Regions from separate parts of the Sus scrofa genome. Here all the other regions are linked to region 3. A link is a contact called in public Hi-C and promoter capture Hi-C data. All regions are on one chromosome and are shown on one strand. The core of a region is the stretch at or near the end of the contact, and the rest is flanking DNA. Distances in the headings are between cores, read along the strand shown. Region 1 holds the start of MBD6 (methyl-CpG-binding domain protein 6). Region 2 holds the start of ARHGAP9 (rho GTPase-activating protein 9). Region 3 holds the start of ATP5B (ATP synthase subunit beta, mitochondrial).

Region 1 (3,243 bases), core at 554-3,053, 800 kb before region 3:
GTGGGAGGGAGTGGGAGGAGGGTCGGTGGAGCCCGAGCCTCCGGTACGGCCCTGGCCGGTCCTAGCAGGAAGCGCCGCCGCCGCCGCCGCGGATCACCGAGCGGCCTCCCGCGCATGCGCCATGGGGGCCAGGGGCAGCCCTGGGGATTCCGTTCCCAGAAGGCACTGCGCAGGCTGCTACCGCCGCCGCCGTCGCTGCCGCCGCTGCCGCCGCCGCCGCCGCCGCCGCCACCGCCGCCGCTGCCCGGACGGGAGAGGGGCGGGGCCGGGCCCCCGCCCAGCGGACAACGACGAGCCAACAGGAGGGGTCGCAGTGCGCATGCGGGAGCGCGCCTACCCCTCCCCCACAACCCCCCATTAATCCCCAAGAGAACAAACACCCCACGCGGCCCCCCGCCCTCCGCGGAAGGATCCGAGCCTCTTCCCAGGCCACTGGTGGCCAATCCCAGCCCTCCTCGGGGAGGGGCCCCTTCCGAAGCCGCAATCTGTTAGGGGAACCAGGAATGCCAGGTCCGGGAGGAGCTGGCCCCAAAAGATGAAAGTCGCGACTTGCCCTGCCCCGCCCCAAAGGCTTCCCGGGTAGTGTGCTGAGACTTGACCCGCCTCCCCAGGTCAACATGTCACAACACGACCCCGGCCTGTCAAGTCACATGACCTCTGCCTGTCACTGACGACCTGGTCATGTCTTTGGACCAGGAGAGACCATCTGGTCCAATCCACCCCCGCCTCCACTTACAGAAGGAGAAATGGAGGTCTAGAGCAATGGTGCAGGCCTGGCCAAGGACTTGTCACCGTCACGCTACCACCTATACCTGCTATCTAGCGACAAGCGGTCTTATGACAGTTTCTACTTAGGACAAACTCTGGCTGCCCCCATGAGGGTATGAGGATATGTAACAGGACACCACATGGCCTATGTTTTCTACCTAATGGCACTGGAAAAATACTTTGAATTTTGCATGGTGCTTTTCATTTTTGTTCAAGCTGCCTCCAAGTTCGTAAGTCTTTCATTTTACTTTCACAATTCATTATCTTGTATTTGAGAACCAGAACGGCGAGGCACAGAGAGATTAGGTGGCTGCCCTAGGATTCATGGACAAGTGAAGGACCGCTGAAGCTAGAATCTGGGCTCCTGACAATCCACTCCATAGCAGTAGTGTGCTCACGTGCAAGCAGTGTTCCAGGCAACAAGGCTCTACTGTAGCCCACCTAGAAGTCAGGAGGCCTGGGCCCGGCTCCTCACAGCAGGGAGTCACAGGACTTGCAGGTGTGGTACACTGAAAAGGGCGGGCCCAGGCTTGGGTGAAGGGCACCAGAGCACCACGTGGGGGGGGGGGGGGACAGAATCCGGTCCACCCGGCAATGAACATGAATTCTGGCTTGCTGAGGGCTCATCAGAAACTTTGCAAAGATAAACGTCTAAGGGTGCTCTTCAGAGGGGAGGAACTGAAAATGACCACCAAGGGGATTCAAGTTCTTCAGCCTCTTTGGAAGAAATCAGGGGGCTAAAAGAAAAGACCCCTTTAAGAAAACTGGAGAGGATGCAAACAATCTTGATGGATGCAAATTTTCAAAGGAAGGATGTTTAAAAGACCTTCTGTCCATTAGCTGGGAGAGGGTGGTAAGCGAGGAAAATGGGAGTCCCTTATGGAGGAAATAGAACGGGGGCTAATGTCAGGTGGGTGGAACATGAGCTCTAGAGAGAGACAAGCTGCAGAGAGATTTCACACCGCAGCTTAGGGGTGACGGGTTGAAAACCGTTGGGGCCGTTGGGTGCCGGGAGCTGGCGCCCCGCCCTCTCGCCTCTTCCCCGCACCCCCACCCCCCGCACCTCCCACTACCCTCTCAGTCCCTTGCGCGCGTGCGCGCGCAGACACCGGTTGCCAAACATTGCATCATCCCCGCCCCCCTTTCCTCCCCTCCCCCCTCCAGCTCTCCCCTCCGCGCGCGCGCATGACTCACTCACCTCCTCCGCGAAGCCTCGTGACCCAAAGCCACTTCCGGGTCCAACACGAAGTCGACCCCCAAGCGGGAGGAGGTGATGGGGGCGGGGCCGAGGAGCTCCTGAGTGGCGGATGTAGGGGATGAGGCGGGGCCAACGCCAGCGTGCCGCTTTCTGATTGGTAGGCTTCTGGATCCGCCCCAGAGGGGAGGGCAAGGCCCTGTTAAAAGATCCCAGCTCTGCGCTGCGGAGGTCAGAGGCTTGAGTCTAAGGCTTAGAGAATATCATGTTGAAGATGAGCCGGTGGCAGCGACAGAGCCAAAATCAGAGCCGGAACCTGAGGAGAGAGGCGAGTACTGATTCCCTATTTTTTTACTCTCCCATCCTCGCGAACACCAGTTGTCCTCTCCAGGTTAGGGCATCCGCTCTTTGGGATGTGGCCCCACCCCCTCTGCAAAGCGGTGAGGTGACTGTCCGGTGGAGTGAGGGGAATCTTTTATTCGGAAATGGTGCTTACGGACTCTCTTCCTTGGCAAGACAGTATTATCCCACCTATGTCCGGAGCACAGACCGTGCTCTCTGTTGGTCGGTGAAGGGGCCCTCGGGAGATGTATTTTCTCCGGTTGCTGACCCCAAGCCTCCTCGTTAGGCCTGTCCGGTATGAGGCCGAGCAACAGGACACACCCCCGCGCCGAGAAGCCTGGTGACCGTAGCTAACCGGCTTTGCCACCATCGGCCCTGCCCCTTCCCCACCCCCAATCCTGTCTCAGCCGCAGCGTCTCGGGGCCAGCATAGCCACGTCAGTAGCTGGGGCTTCTGGACCCTCCACAGGACATTTTTTCCGCGCCCTTGCAGAGGACAGAATCTTAAAGAGGCTGACACAAGCCTTTGGGAAGAGGGGTGCCCATGAACCGGGAGCGGAGATGGGTTTTCCCTTTCCTCAGAGCTCCCTGGGTCTCCTGCACAAGAGAGCATCCCGGATCTTTTAAGTGAGGAAAGCCATTTGGGGTCTCCCCAATGAATTGTCCTTCCCCTGGGATTGGTCTATGCCTCCTTCCCCGTGTCCTGTCTCCAACTAATCTCTGTGTAACCATTGCATCAGGCTAGCTAGCCCCCTGCTCGGCTCTGCAGCCCTCTGGCCTGCGGCTCCACTGCTGATGAAAGCTATGTCCCACACACTGGAAGGCAAGGAGGGTTCCCCAGGGAGGACAGCCCTGCAGAGAAACACTCAGGACGGTATTGCGTCTACAGTCCCCAGGGATAGGCAGCTGCTGCTCTGCCTCTGGGCTTCATCCTCCTTA
Region 2 (3,171 bases), core at 54-2,553, 770 kb before region 3:
CCAAGCTCCTGGTGTTGGAGCTAGGGGTGAAGCAATGGGCAGTTCTCACCAGGAAGGTAGGCTGGGTCTTGGAGTAACGGGTACAGCGCTCCCCACAAAACAATGTCAGCTAAAGATTCTGTCTCCTTTGTTGAGAAAAGCAAAGAAAGAGGCAGGTGAGGCACTCAGTTTCTTCCCAATGAATGTCACATTTCATACATTTGCTACACACTTACAAGGTATCAAGCACCGTATTAAGCATATTTTAATTATCTCAGTCTTCACAACCCACTGAAGTGAATGCTAATATTACCCCCTTTCAAAGATGAAAAACTGAAGGTTTGAATTTATTGAGGTCTCTTTGTTGCTGCTCTTTTTTTTGTTTTTTTTGTCTTTTAGGGCCACTCCTGCAGCATGTAGAAGATCCCAAGTTAGAACTATATCCGCCAGCCTACGCCACAGCCACAGCAATGTGGGATCTGAGCAGCATCTGTGCCCTACACCACAGCTCCTGGCAACGCCGGGTCCTTAACCTACTGAGCGGGACCAGGGATCAAACTTGCATCCTCATTGATACTAGTCGGGCTTGCTATCACTGAGCCACAACGGGAACTTCCAAGTGTAGTGAGTTTTAAAGGTTACACTGCTAGTTGAGAGGCAGTTTGGGGGTCGGAACTCTGAATACAGTGTTCTTTCCTAACTCTCATACCACACAGCTTTCCCCAATCCCCATCTCAAGGCCCAACTCACCCCAGCCAGGAAAGGACAGCTCCGACGACTCAGGCTGTGGTCAATATGAGTCAGGGCTCTCCGGACTGGGCCAAGAACATCTTCCCCCTTCTTCCCCTGGACCACTAAATAGTACAGGGCAGCGGACAAAGCTGGCTAAAATGCGGGAGACACAAGTCAGGATGGCCATGCAAAGCAATGGCCTGCCTGCCTGTGATTCCCCCACATCTCAGTCTTACCTGCAGCTCTGTTGCTTCCCATTCCAGCCACTGGTTGGTGAGGTCATCTTGCTCCCACCCAGACAACAGAAAGAAGTATCTAACCAGGGAGAGAGCAACAGAAGGTAGAATGAGAGGGGCCTGTTTCTCACCCCCTAGTGAAACAGTGATTGTAAATAAGGCCACAGAGGACAATAATCCCTGATTTTATTCAGCCACCTCCCTGAATCAAGGACCAATACTGACCGACAGATTGCACTGGCGGAGAAGAGGTAGTTGCCACTATCCAGTTGCAAGACAGGGACCTTAGGCCGAGTCAGGAATGGAACCACACACTCTGATGCAGAACAGGAAAATGGGTGAAATACAGGGAAAAGAAAACAAATACTCTGTCAACTTAGAAGGACAACTTCACAGTGTTGGGGGCCTGGGGGAAGAAAGATGGGCCGTCTCAAGGAGAGGTTCCAGGATAGGACCACTGAAAGGGGGTGGGTCCAGAATACGCTGGAGAGACCAGCAGGTGTTCAGCTGAGACTGCCAGCTGGAAACAACAGATGGGAGTTGCAGACGGGAGGCGGTGGTATTGGGGTAGTGCTGCAGCCAAGAACTGAAACAACTGAAAGTAACTAGGATATCTGAGAGATCTGAGCTACACTGGAAGAACAAAATTAAGAGAACTGGGAGGATGGACAAGAGAACCTCTTAAGAGTCAAACAGATGGCTGGGAATGAGAAGAGGTAAACCGAAGGGAATATGTGTGTCTGGGTTTAGGAGAGGCGAGTGGGGTTTCCTAAGAACAAAGGAAAGGGGTGCCTGGGGAATTGTCATGTGAGTGACTAGCGAGTGTGTGTGGGGTCGGGGGGGAGTGCCGGGTAGGTGTGGGAGGTTAATAAAGGGAAAGAGTTTCACTGAAGTAAGGCGAGGTCCTGGGAAACGAAGAAGGGGAGGCAAAAGATGAGGGAAGGGGACACTGAGGAGAATTAGGTAACCGATGAAAGATGTGACTGGGAGGGAAACGGGATGGGGTGCCCAAGGACATTGCGGGAGAAATCTGACGGGAGTGCATGGTGGGGGGATGGGGGGTGGTAAAAGACAACTGTAGGGTGGGTGTCGGGCGTGTTCGCGTCCCGCCCTCCTCATCCACCGCCCACCAGCACCAGCCCGTCTACCTTCGGGGCCTACAGTGCTGATGAGCAGCTCCACTCTGCCCTGGGCCCTCCCGGCCGCAGCTAGCACAGGCAGGCTCCCCGGGGCGCCCTCGCTCACGAACAATCTCATTTCGCCGTGGGTCCCACGCTGATGCAACCGGAACCGGTCTCCCGCCAGAGGGATAAGCGATTGCCGCGCGGCACGCCGGGAAATGGAGTTCCGACTAAAGCTGTTCCCCGGGCCTGGGTTCCGGAAGTAGACTATTTCTCCCATCATACAACACTAGGAAACAGGAAAAGAGTGCCATAGAGACGAAGAGGCCGTAAACGCAGTGCCAGAGTGGCATCTTTTTGATGGGAGGGCCAGAAAGGACCTTTATGTGTGGGATCCGGCTTGTAATCCTCTAACGCCTCCCGAGAGCGGTGAAGGATACCGAGGGGTACAGTTATCTCGCTGAAGTGGCGACGTCAAGACTGCGGCTACTCGCAATGGCCCACTCTCGATTCGAGCTCATAAGAGAGTTCTGGAATTGATAGATAAGCGTATTTTAGTGACATAATGAAAATTAGTGTAGGTATCCTATTAGTAAAAAAGAATGTGACAATTATATATTTATTTCATACCAGTCTGAAGCGCGTATACAGCCAGGTGCTAACATTAAAGGGAAATGAGTCTGTGTAGGAAAAAGTTCAGATTGCTGGGGAGTAAGAAAGCAGAGTTTGGCAGTAAGTATACACTACTCAAGGAAGCGCATGTCAGTAATTGAGAAAGGGACCCTTCTTTATCGTCTTTGTACCCCTTTAAGAATAATTGATATCTTAGAGTACTTATGAGCTGGACACTTCTAAATATATATATAGGAGTTCCCTGGTGGCTCAGGAGGTTAAGGATCCAACATTGTCATTACTGTGGCTCTGGTTATAGCTGCTGTGCAGTTGGATCCCTGGCCCAGGAAATTCCGAGTACTACAGATGTGGCAAAAAATATGTGCAGGTATACATTTAATTCTCAAAAAACTATGGAGTTTCTGGGCCTCATTTGAAACTAAGCCATAAGAAGCCTTGCAATTTAGGCCCAGGCTTCTTGGAACACTCCA
Region 3 (3,169 bases), core at 604-3,103:
GCCTCGATCAGTAGGTTAAGGAACTGGTGTTGCTGTTAGCTGTAGTGTAAGTTGCAGACTCGGCTCGGATTTGGCATTGCCATGGTGTAGGCCAGTGGCTCCAGCTCTGATTAGACCTCTAGCCTGGGAATCTCCATATTCAGCCCTAGAAAAGACAAAAATAAAATAAAAAGTGACTAGCCTTAGTTATCTGGAAATTTATGTGAAAATCTACCTTGACACCTTCATTAAGTGTCATTTTAAATATGTTTGACAATAACATGGGCACAACAGAATTTTACCAAATTTAAAAGGATTTTTAAGAACATTTATTGGCTCACACATATCAAAACAAAAGTAGGTGGGTCCCACAACCAAATTGATCCGGAGATAATAATTATCATTATTTTTAATAATTATTATTTTTGTTTAGGGCCGCACCTGCAAAATATGGAAGTTCCCAGGCGAGGGGTTGAATTGGAGCTGCAGCTGACATCAATGCTTGAGTGAGACCAGGGATCAAACTCACATCTTCACGGTTACTAGTCGGGTTCATTACCGCTGACCCACAGCAGGAACTCTTAAACGAAAGGATCTTAGCACTAAGTCAAAAGGCACTGTTCTGAATGCTTCTTTTATATTTTAATGTACTTAATTTTTGAGACAACGTGAAATTATCCTAATTTTATTTTGTCTTTTGTCTTTTTAGGGCCGAACCTGTGACATATGGAGGTTCCCAGGCTAGGGGTCTAATCAGAGCTGGGTTTGTTTGTTTTAGTTTTTTGTCTTTTTGCCTTTTCTAGGGCTGCTCCTGTGGCATATGGAGGTTCCAAGGCTAGAGGTCTAATCAGAGCTGTAGCCACCGGCCTATGCCAGAGCCACAGCAACGCAGGATCCAAGCTGCATCTGTGACTTACAACACAGCTCACGGCAACGCCAGATCCTTAACCCAATGGGCGAGGCCAGGGATCAAACCCTCAACCTCATGGTTCCTAGTCAGGTTGGTTACCGCTGAGCCGCCACAGGTACTCCTTATTGCATTTTTTGTTCAAATGTTTTTCCTTTTTTTTCTTTTCCTTTTTTTTTTTTTTTTTTGTCTTTTCTTGGGCCGCTCCCGCGGCATATGGAGGTTCTCAGGCTAGGGGTCTAATCGGAGCTGTAGCCGCCAGCCTACGCCAGAGCCACAGCAACGCGGGTTCCAAGCCGCGTCTGCAACCTACACCACAGGTCACTGCAACGCCGGATCCTTAACCCACTGAGTGAGGCCAGGGATCAAACCCTCAACCTCATGGTTCCTAGTCGGATTCATTTCCGCTGCGCCACGACGGGAAGTTCCTCCAAATGTTTTTCTTTAAAAGTGAAATCCTAAGTCTTATCTTTGCCTTCTGAATGTCTAGCATATATTTTTTATACGACTGGTTACATTAATTTCATTGTAGCCTTAATTCTGTCCAGATTCCTCAACTGCTGAGTTGTCTGAAAGCTTCCAATGTCACTACTGCAAATAAAAACTGTGTTTGACTCCTGCGTTAGCCAAGGTCATTGTTTGTGGTGCTTTACGACGCTACCACTTCCCTAACCTTGCGGGAGGCTGTCACCTAGCTCAAGGTCCTATCTAAGGAGAGAGCCCAAGGACAGCCAAAGACAGCCCACGTGCTTCCTCACAGGAACTCGGCCCCTTCCCCAAACGCAGTTCCGCCAAGTAATCTTTCCAACTGACATACCTGTTGTCCAATTGCATTTGGAGGCTCTGAGGGTTGCACTCAACCGGACACTGTCCAATAAAAAAAAGGAATTCAGATTAGCACCAATTTTGGCCAATGATTGAGATGAAGAGAGATTATTAGCCTATAGGAGCGATGCTGAGAGTGATAAGCAGCAAGATGATCCAACGGACGTGCCTACTGCAGAGTAGGCCCCGCCCCCAACTGCGGGGAGTTGGCGGCCAGACTGCTGCAGCGCTCAGTCTCTACCCGGGCTCCGCCATGTTGGGCTTTGTGGGTCGTGTGGCCTCTGCCTCGGCCTCTGGGGCCTTGCGGGGACTCAGCCCTTCAGCGCCGCTACCCCAAGCCCAGCTCTTACTGCGGGCCGCTCCGGCAGCGCTCCAGCCTGGTAAGTGCCTTGCATTCGGAGCTGGTTTCGTTTCTGTCGCCTCATGACCTTGAGCTGGGGGTGGGGGGGAGATAGACTCTCGGGCCTAAGGGTCTGTGGTGCAAGAAAACGCCCGATCCCCTGCCTTGTCCTCTAAACTGCAGGAGAACAAAAATGATATAGTTCAGTCACATTTTGGAAGAGGGGCGTTGTGTGAACGAAAAGTGCAGGCAGGTGCATTGACCTTCCGGTGCAGTGCGGACACCGACCTCTCAAATAATGAGATTTTGTGCATGAGAATGGCAAGATGGTGCAGGCACTTTCTCTGTTCTAGCGGGGCCCTCCCTTTAGACCCGCCTTCCGTGTAAACGGAAGGAGGCCGGGCCTGGGCTCAATTCACCAGTCCTTCTGACCTTTAACTGTCCTGACCCTATCATCTTCCAATATCTTTTTTTTTTTTTTCTGTTAGCCAGAGACTATGCCACTCAACCATCTCCATCGCCAAAGGCAGGCGCCGCCACTGGGCGAATCGTGGCAGTCATTGGTGCAGTGGTGGATGTCCAGTTTGATGAAGGACTGCCACCCATCCTAAATGCCCTGGAAGTGCAAGGCAGGGAGACCAGGCTGGTTTTGGAGGTGGCCCAGCATTTGGGTAAGTACAACATGTTAAGAATAATGAAGGTCTTCGATGCAATTATCCCAAAAAACCAGGCTGTCTTCCTTCTGTGATGATTTTATCAAGATGACTTTCGTTCTTCTGAGTTTCCTGAAGCCACATTTAGATACTGAGAAGGAGTCTTGGTTGACTTAGGTGTTTGATGCCAGCTGTTTTTCATTAAATATGAAGTCAATTTGTCTTTATGTATAATCTTGCAATGTCTGTCTGACAGGTGAGAGTACTGTAAGGACCATTGCCATGGATGGTACAGAAGGCCTGGTTAGAGGCCAGAAAGTCCTAGATTCTGGTGCACCAATCAAAATTCCTGTTGGGCCTGAGACCTTGGGCAGAATCATGAATGTCATTGGAGAACCTATTGATGAGAGAGGTCCCATCAAAACCAAACAGTAAGTATCCCTCTTGTTCCATCTGCACACAAAG

The links. Promoter capture Hi-C pulls out the DNA fragments that hold promoters and counts their contacts. A called contact is a pair of places that touch in the nucleus more often than the background predicts.
Region 1: a Hi-C map of liver shows a contact between it and region 3, with 6 times the contacts expected there. The contact joins the promoter of MBD6 here to the promoter of ATP5B in region 3. A contact is called at or near these places in 1 of 5 promoter capture datasets (fetal liver) and 1 of 47 Hi-C or Micro-C datasets (liver).
Region 2: a promoter capture Hi-C map of fetal liver shows a contact between it and region 3, with 4 times the contacts expected there. The contact joins the promoter of ARHGAP9 here to the promoter of ATP5B in region 3. A contact is called at or near these places in 1 of 5 promoter capture datasets (fetal liver) and 1 of 2 datasets of contacts at active chromatin or transcription factors (alveolar macrophages).

The regions. Positions count from the first base shown.
Region 1 is chr5:22,788,780-22,792,022 of Sscrofa11.1, reverse strand. MBD6 (methyl-CpG-binding domain protein 6) reads right to left here and starts at 1,803. Exons shown (of 14, transcript XM_013997655.2): 1 at 1-1,803. It also overlaps a transcript of DDIT3 not described here.
Region 2 is chr5:22,760,311-22,763,481 of Sscrofa11.1, reverse strand. ARHGAP9 (rho GTPase-activating protein 9) reads left to right here and starts at 1,303. Exons shown (of 18, transcript XM_021091869.1): 1 at 1,303-1,663. MARS (methionine--tRNA ligase, cytoplasmic) reads right to left here. Exons shown (of 22, transcript XM_021091867.1): 2 at 2,096-2,598; 3 at 1,173-1,263; 4 at 948-1,026; 5 at 730-864; 6 at 50-125. The coding sequence starts at 2,351.
Region 3 is chr5:21,991,077-21,994,245 of Sscrofa11.1, reverse strand. It overlaps ATP5B (ATP synthase subunit beta, mitochondrial), which reads left to right and starts at 1,853. Exons shown (of 10, transcript XM_001929410.5): 1 at 1,853-2,091; 2 at 2,540-2,722; 3 at 2,961-3,135. The coding sequence starts at 1,863.